2 separate regions of the Mus musculus genome follow, and region 2 is linked to region 1. Evidence: chromatin contacts called from public capture Hi-C data. All regions are on one chromosome and are shown on one strand. The core of a region is the stretch at or near the end of the contact, and the rest is flanking DNA. Distances in the headings are between cores, read along the strand shown. Region 1 has its middle 14 kb from the start of Scaf4. Region 2 overlaps Urb1 (URB1 ribosome biogenesis 1 homolog (S. cerevisiae)).

Region 1 (2,951 bases), core at 79-2,578:
AGCCACCATGTGGTTGCTGGGAATTGCACTCAGGACCTCTGGAAAAGCAGTCGGTGCTCTTAACCACTGAGCCATCTCTCCAGCCACTCCCCCCCACAACCTGCATTCTTATGCAACTCAGGGCCACCTTCCCAGGAGTTGTACCCCCAACAGTGGGCTGGGGCCTCTCCCAAAATCATTACTACATAGAATGGACCCCAGACTTGCATACAAGCTAATCTGATAGAGGTATTTTTCTCAATGGAGGTTTCTGTTAAGTTTCAAATCCTAGGCTAATAGCTGAGGTGCCTATTTAACATATCAAAGCAGACCTGGGCTCCAGGTTCTCCCAGCATCCTTCAGTTCCTACCTATCACAGAGTCTGGCTGACTTATGCTCCCCTCTACCCCAACTCTCCAGACCAGGGGTTAAGCTGCCCATCCCCCAGGCTCTTCCCTCTGTAAATCAGACATTTTGGTTACCTGCCCCTGTTTTGTATCTTGGGCCTCCTGGCTGCCACACTTGGTTCTCCTCTCTCCCTTCCTCTCATGTTCCCCCTACATAGTTCAGGGTCATGACCTCTCTGGGTTCTCCCAGATGTGTCTGTCCCTGGCTAAGCTCTCCCACATCTCTATAATAAACTTTCACCTCTGCAATACCTAGAAACAGGCATGTCCTTTCCTTTCCTTTTCCTCTCTCTCTCTCTCTCTCTCTCTCTCTCTCTCTCTCTTCATCCAGTTCCCCCTTCCAAAATGACTCTAGCTTGTGTGGAGCTGACAAAAACAAAACAAGAACCTGACACTCATCAAATGAATGAGGTAATAATCGTGTAAATTGGTTAAATCAATAAAAAATAATTAGTAAAATTAGCATAATTGACCATGTACAGCCTATTACTACTCTTTGTTTCAGGATCTGTATTATAAGTCATTCTCTGGGGGAAAGAAAAGGCCCTGTTTCCTTAGTAACAGATTTTTGGGCATTCCCTTTACAGGTTAATGGTAAAGAGCTCACTCTTTCACTAAGGCAGGATGTAGCAGAGGCAGCTCCCGGGCTTCGGGTAACAGCTCATTAATGAAACGATTGCTAGAGAACAGGTTTCTAGGAAGTAGATTCAAGAGAAAAGAAGCCTTGGGGTTTACCCTTCCAGCGGGGGAGGGGGAGCCCTGACTGATTCTGATGATGGATGTGGGAAATGTCAGGTATTAAATCCTCCTCGGGCTGGGATGGAGATAATGTCACTTTGCAAAAGAAGTCAATGAAAATGTCACAGGTAGTAAGAACAGAATCTGTCGATCTGAAGGGTAGCGCCCACGTTAAAGATTTATGAACAGATGTCACGGCGTTATAAAGTGATAGGCGTTCCATGTAGGGGGGAGACAGACTCGTACAGTGTCAAGAATTATGGGAGAATCCTTGGATAATTTTAAGAAGATGCGTTAAAGACAAATTGCCTAAAATGATCTATCTTCACGCGGGCCCTAAGGAAAGCAATTCACTACAAGGAGGTGTGATGTAATAGAGGCAGCCAGAGGCTAATAGATCATCCTCACCCATAACATGCTGGATCACGGAAGACGCACAGAGATGCAGCCACACGCCAAATATTTACTCATTCTGTTTACGAGCCAGCTCTTGTCTTGTACCTCGAATTATCTCCCCAGGGGAAAAACGTGATAGGTTTTTAGCTGGATGGAAGAATAGGATGGATTCTTCCCACTTGACATTTTTATAAGTACATATTTAGAAAACAAAACCGTTCAGGGCTGAGTGGCCATCTTCAGGAATGAAACTGTATAAAAGCGGCCCAGTAGACGCCTGGGTCGAACTTGGAAACGTCGATACGCTGGAGGAGAGCCCAGCAAAAGACCTGGATCCTTTGTTCCCCAGAGGGGGGTGAGCCACTCTTCTTATGCAAAGGAGAGCCTAAGCCTTGTTTGAGGAGGGAAAGAAACCTCAGATACCAAAAACAGGCAGGCAGGTCCACGGCTTCTCAGAAGGCGCGGGCTGGGCCACTGCAACCTATAACTTGTAATGACGGATTTATCATAACCTTATCAGTGATGTGGTTAGCTGGGTGAGCAGTTCTGTTGGAATCATTTCAGCTTTAGTTATCCAATAGAAGTGAGAAAGAAATATGTATCGTGTTTGAGTGTTAAAAGTTTCCACTAGTTGGAGAAAGTGGCAAAGTATTTTCTCCTCTAGGTTCCTTAGCCTCACTGGCCATGGGTATTGGCTAGGTATTGTTGCCATCTCATCGAGGCTCCGTCCCACAGTTACCTGGCAATAGCCGGGTGTGCCTTACTGCTGCCTTCCTCTCCCCTCCCCTCCCCTCCCCTCCTCTCCTCTTCTCTTCTCCTCTTGCTCTTGTTCCCTTATCCTCTAACCCCTCTCTCCCCATCCCCCTCTCCCCTCCCCCTTTGTCTCCACATGCTCATGGCCGGCTCCTCCTCCTTGTCCCCCTCTCCCTCCTCCTCCTCCTCCTCCTCCTTCTTCCATTATGCGTGTGGCCGATCCCTCAGAGGGAAAGGATGCCTCAGCATGGATCCGCAGAGGCGCCCTCTTCCTCCACACCATACCGCTCCTCCGCCAAACATATTCCTGGTTTCTTTTTCTTTTCATTTTTTTTTTCCTTTTTTTTTTTTTTTTTTTTTTTGGTTTTGGTTTTTCAAGACAGGGCTTCTCTGTAGAGTCCTCGCTATCCTAGAACTCACTTTGTAGACCAAGCTGGCCTCGAACTCAGAAATCGGCCTGTCTCTGCCTCCCAAGTGCTGGGATTAAAGGTGTGCACCACCACTGCCGGGTTTCCGGGCTTCCTTGTCTTTGTATAAAACACAACAGGTATAGTACCAGGTATGAATTCCCATCTACTACGCAGTCTCCGTCGCTGAAGATACCATATACTTGAAACATTTGGACTTGGAAAAATCGTGCTGGATCTGACCTGGAACCCCGAGGTTGCCCAAACAAGA
Region 2 (2,824 bases), core at 182-2,681, 480 kb before region 1:
CTATGCTTAAAAATGCAGACAGCGTAGGGCCTTTTTCTTATGATGGCAGCCATTTTGGTGGTATTCTGTGTGTATTTTAAGCCATTTGATCCACTACCTCTGAGAGGCAGGCCAAGACTGATCACCCTTTATATACACGTGAAGAGAGCTTGCACCAGCAGTTAGCGATGGGACAAGGTTTAGTCAGTCTGTTTGCAGAGCTTATGTTCAGAATAGGGATTGCCACTTTCCTCTGTAAAGAGGCCATGGTCACCAACAGTCACCAGATGGTTTAGTTCAGTGCCACTCTGCCTGTGCCAGCCGTGTTGGTGTCCACCCTCTGGAGTGGATCCCAGCTGGATTCATCCTTTGTGGTACTTATTTAAACCTGGTTGCCAGGCTCTGGTCATAATCGTGACCTAGCTAGCCGCTATGGAGTGGGGTCCTAAGACCCAGCCTTTGTCCCACTGTCTCAGGTAATGCTGCTGCTACCCTGGTCCTCAGACCGTGCTTTGAGAACCACTGGGCTTCTGGACACAGTGTCTGAGCTCATTAGCTAAAGGAAGTCATGTGTGTGAGTCATGTATAGATTTAAATGGCAGTTTGGCAGTTATTAGGGAATAACTTGTTTGGAGCAGGACTGCTCTGGATCCTTTTCCTTTAACTATTCCCCCTCCCCAGTCCTTTGACAAGATATTGAGGGGTGGGCAGGTAGCTTGCAGCAGGCCTTTGCTTTAGGTGGGGTGCTTTTCTAGTTTGCAGCAAATCTTCCTGGTAACACAGTGATCAAACCCTATGTCTGAGGCAGTCAGCTCCTCACTGAAAGGTCTGTTTGTACCGAGTGCTAGGTACCTGTGCATTCTGTCAGCAGGTACACTTTAGGATAATCTCTGGCTGTCAGTGTTGGGATGGAGTTCCCTTGAGTACAGTGCCACACTGCCCTGCATGCTTAGTGTGAAATGCCCTTCATTACACATTACCACAGTTGTCAGCAGTGTGTGTAGCCTTTGCTTCTGAGGTCATTTCCTTCCCATCCTATCCTTTTGATCCCTCAGCCGCTGCAGGTGTCCAGCAGCTCAGGACCATGTACACTCCCGCCATCTTCCTGCTTCTCCACGCTGCTGCAAACAGCCTATGAAAGCCAGACACTTGGGGATAAGAGTGTTCAGGCACAGCTTCTCGCCGCTGTCCCAAGCCTGGCTCTGCAGCACATGCTGCGCTCAGCCAAGCAGGTACTGCTGTACCTCAAGAGCACCGTGGAGAACTTCAGCCAGGTTAGTGCCTTCCCTTCTCCTCCAGCCCCCCACATGCAGAGCATGTGCTCTTTTGAGTCTGCACCACGGGGAGGGACAGGAATCCGGATAATGCCACAAGGCAGACCCCAGTTCTAGGACCTGACTCTTAGCTCTGCAGTTCCCGTGCTGGGCCCCTCCTTGAACAGCTGTGCAGAGGCAGCAGCGCTCGTCTGTCGGGGTAGTGTGTGGACTCAGGACAAGGCCCTTCCTGTGGTGCCCGGCCATTGCAGCATGTCCAGGCTTGTCTTCCATGGATTGTGAGTCCAGCAGCTCACGTTTGAACTCGGCTGCTGTGCTTTTACACTTTCCTACATTAGGTTTCCTGGCTGATCCGGTCCTCTTATTAAATAAAAAAAGCCAGGGGGTGGTACACATTACCTTTAATTACTTTTAATCCCAGCACTCGGAAGACAGGCAGACTGATCTCTGTGAGTTCCAGGATAGCCAAGTTTACAAATAGAAACCCTGTCTTGAAAAATCAAAACCACCCTCCCCCCCCAAAAACAGCCTTCATACATTTATTTATTTACTATAGTGTTGTGTATTTATGTGCACATGCGTGCATGTGGAGGCCAGAGGCTGGCATGTAGGAGTCGATTTTCTTTCACAGTGTGGCTCCTGGGGACTGCACTCATCAAGCCTAGTGCCTTTACCTGCCAAGCCATCCTTCGCCTTACTTTAGCTGAGTTAACATTTGTATCTCACTGAGGTGTTAGGAAGACGAATTTGCCTTACCCCATGCCCCTGTGAGTAGTGAGGACATGTGAGTAGTGAGGACATGCCAAGTGCTCTCTTGGCTACAGCTTGGGCTAATCTGGGGAAGGACGGTGGGAAGGGAAGATGGATTGCCTTATAGTTGTGGAGGAAGCCCAATCTCCCATGTGAGAGGAACTTGGAAACTCTGCATCCAAGTCTTCCCTCGTTGGCCTTCCCCTCCAGTTTCCTGCTGTGATTCCACAGGGGCCTGGCAGTCACTACTCTGTGACTGGTCAGCCCTTCCTTGTCTGAGGGCCATGTGTTTCTTCCAGCTGGGCAGAAGTGTGGGCCCAGCTCTGCTTCAGTCCCTCCTGGGCCTCCTTAAGCAGCTGGTCATCCACGCTGAGCGGCTGGACGCCCAGAACCAGCAGAAGCTAGAGGCTGCCCGGGCCGAGTCGGATCTCTTTTTGGACATGGAGTCTGTGGCTTCCCTTGAGTTGGCTACTGACAAGGTATTCCCCTCCCCCACTCGGCCTGTCAGCCTTTTCCCACAAGCTTTCAGGTACTGGCTATTTCTGAGTTGTATGTTCACTGTAGGAAATAGAGAAATGTAGAAAACTACACCTGAGATGTTGCAAGCCATCTATTACCCGTGCCCAGGGAGAGCAGCTTAATTTGGGTTTTTTCTTTCCAATTAGTCCTTTATAGTCAAGCCAGCACTCAGCTCTTGTTTGTATCTATACCCTGAGCCTCCTGAGGACGTCCGAGTGAGGGTCAGGTAACTGTGTGCTGCTGACTGGGGCTCATGTCTGCTGCAGCAGCGCTCTCCTGTTGTAGTATGCCAGGTAACTCCC

The links. Capture Hi-C pulls out chosen DNA fragments and counts their contacts.
Region 2: a capture Hi-C map of embryonic stem cells shows a contact between it and region 1, with 3 times the contacts expected there. The contact joins two enhancer-like sites. A contact is called at or near these places in 11 of 39 promoter capture datasets (the 3T3-L1 cell line, 3T3-L1-derived adipocytes, the HPC-7 cell line and 7 more), 6 of 115 datasets of contacts at active chromatin or transcription factors (embryonic forebrain, epiblast stem cells, extraembryonic endoderm stem cells and 3 more) and 1 of 9 other capture datasets (embryonic stem cells).

Annotation. Positions count from the first base shown.
Region 1 is chr16:90,297,163-90,300,113 of GRCm38.p6, reverse strand. No RefSeq gene overlaps it. Among named protein-coding and RNA genes, the nearest start is that of Scaf4, 14 kb to the right of the region's middle. Within about 2 kb of position 1,328, at least 22 of the 459 cell types and tissues checked have an H3K27ac peak or open chromatin away from gene starts, as enhancers often do. A contact at or near this core is called in embryonic stem cells, where this site is marked.
Region 2 is chr16:90,775,783-90,778,606 of GRCm38.p6, reverse strand. It overlaps Urb1 (URB1 ribosome biogenesis 1 homolog (S. cerevisiae)), which reads left to right. Exons shown (of 39, transcript NM_029497.1): 20 at 1,035-1,253; 21 at 2,303-2,482. Among named protein-coding and RNA genes, the nearest start is that of Urb1, 33 kb to the left of the region's middle. Within about 2 kb of position 1,431, at least 11 of the 459 cell types and tissues checked have an H3K27ac peak or open chromatin away from gene starts, as enhancers often do. A contact at or near this core is called in embryonic stem cells, where this site is marked.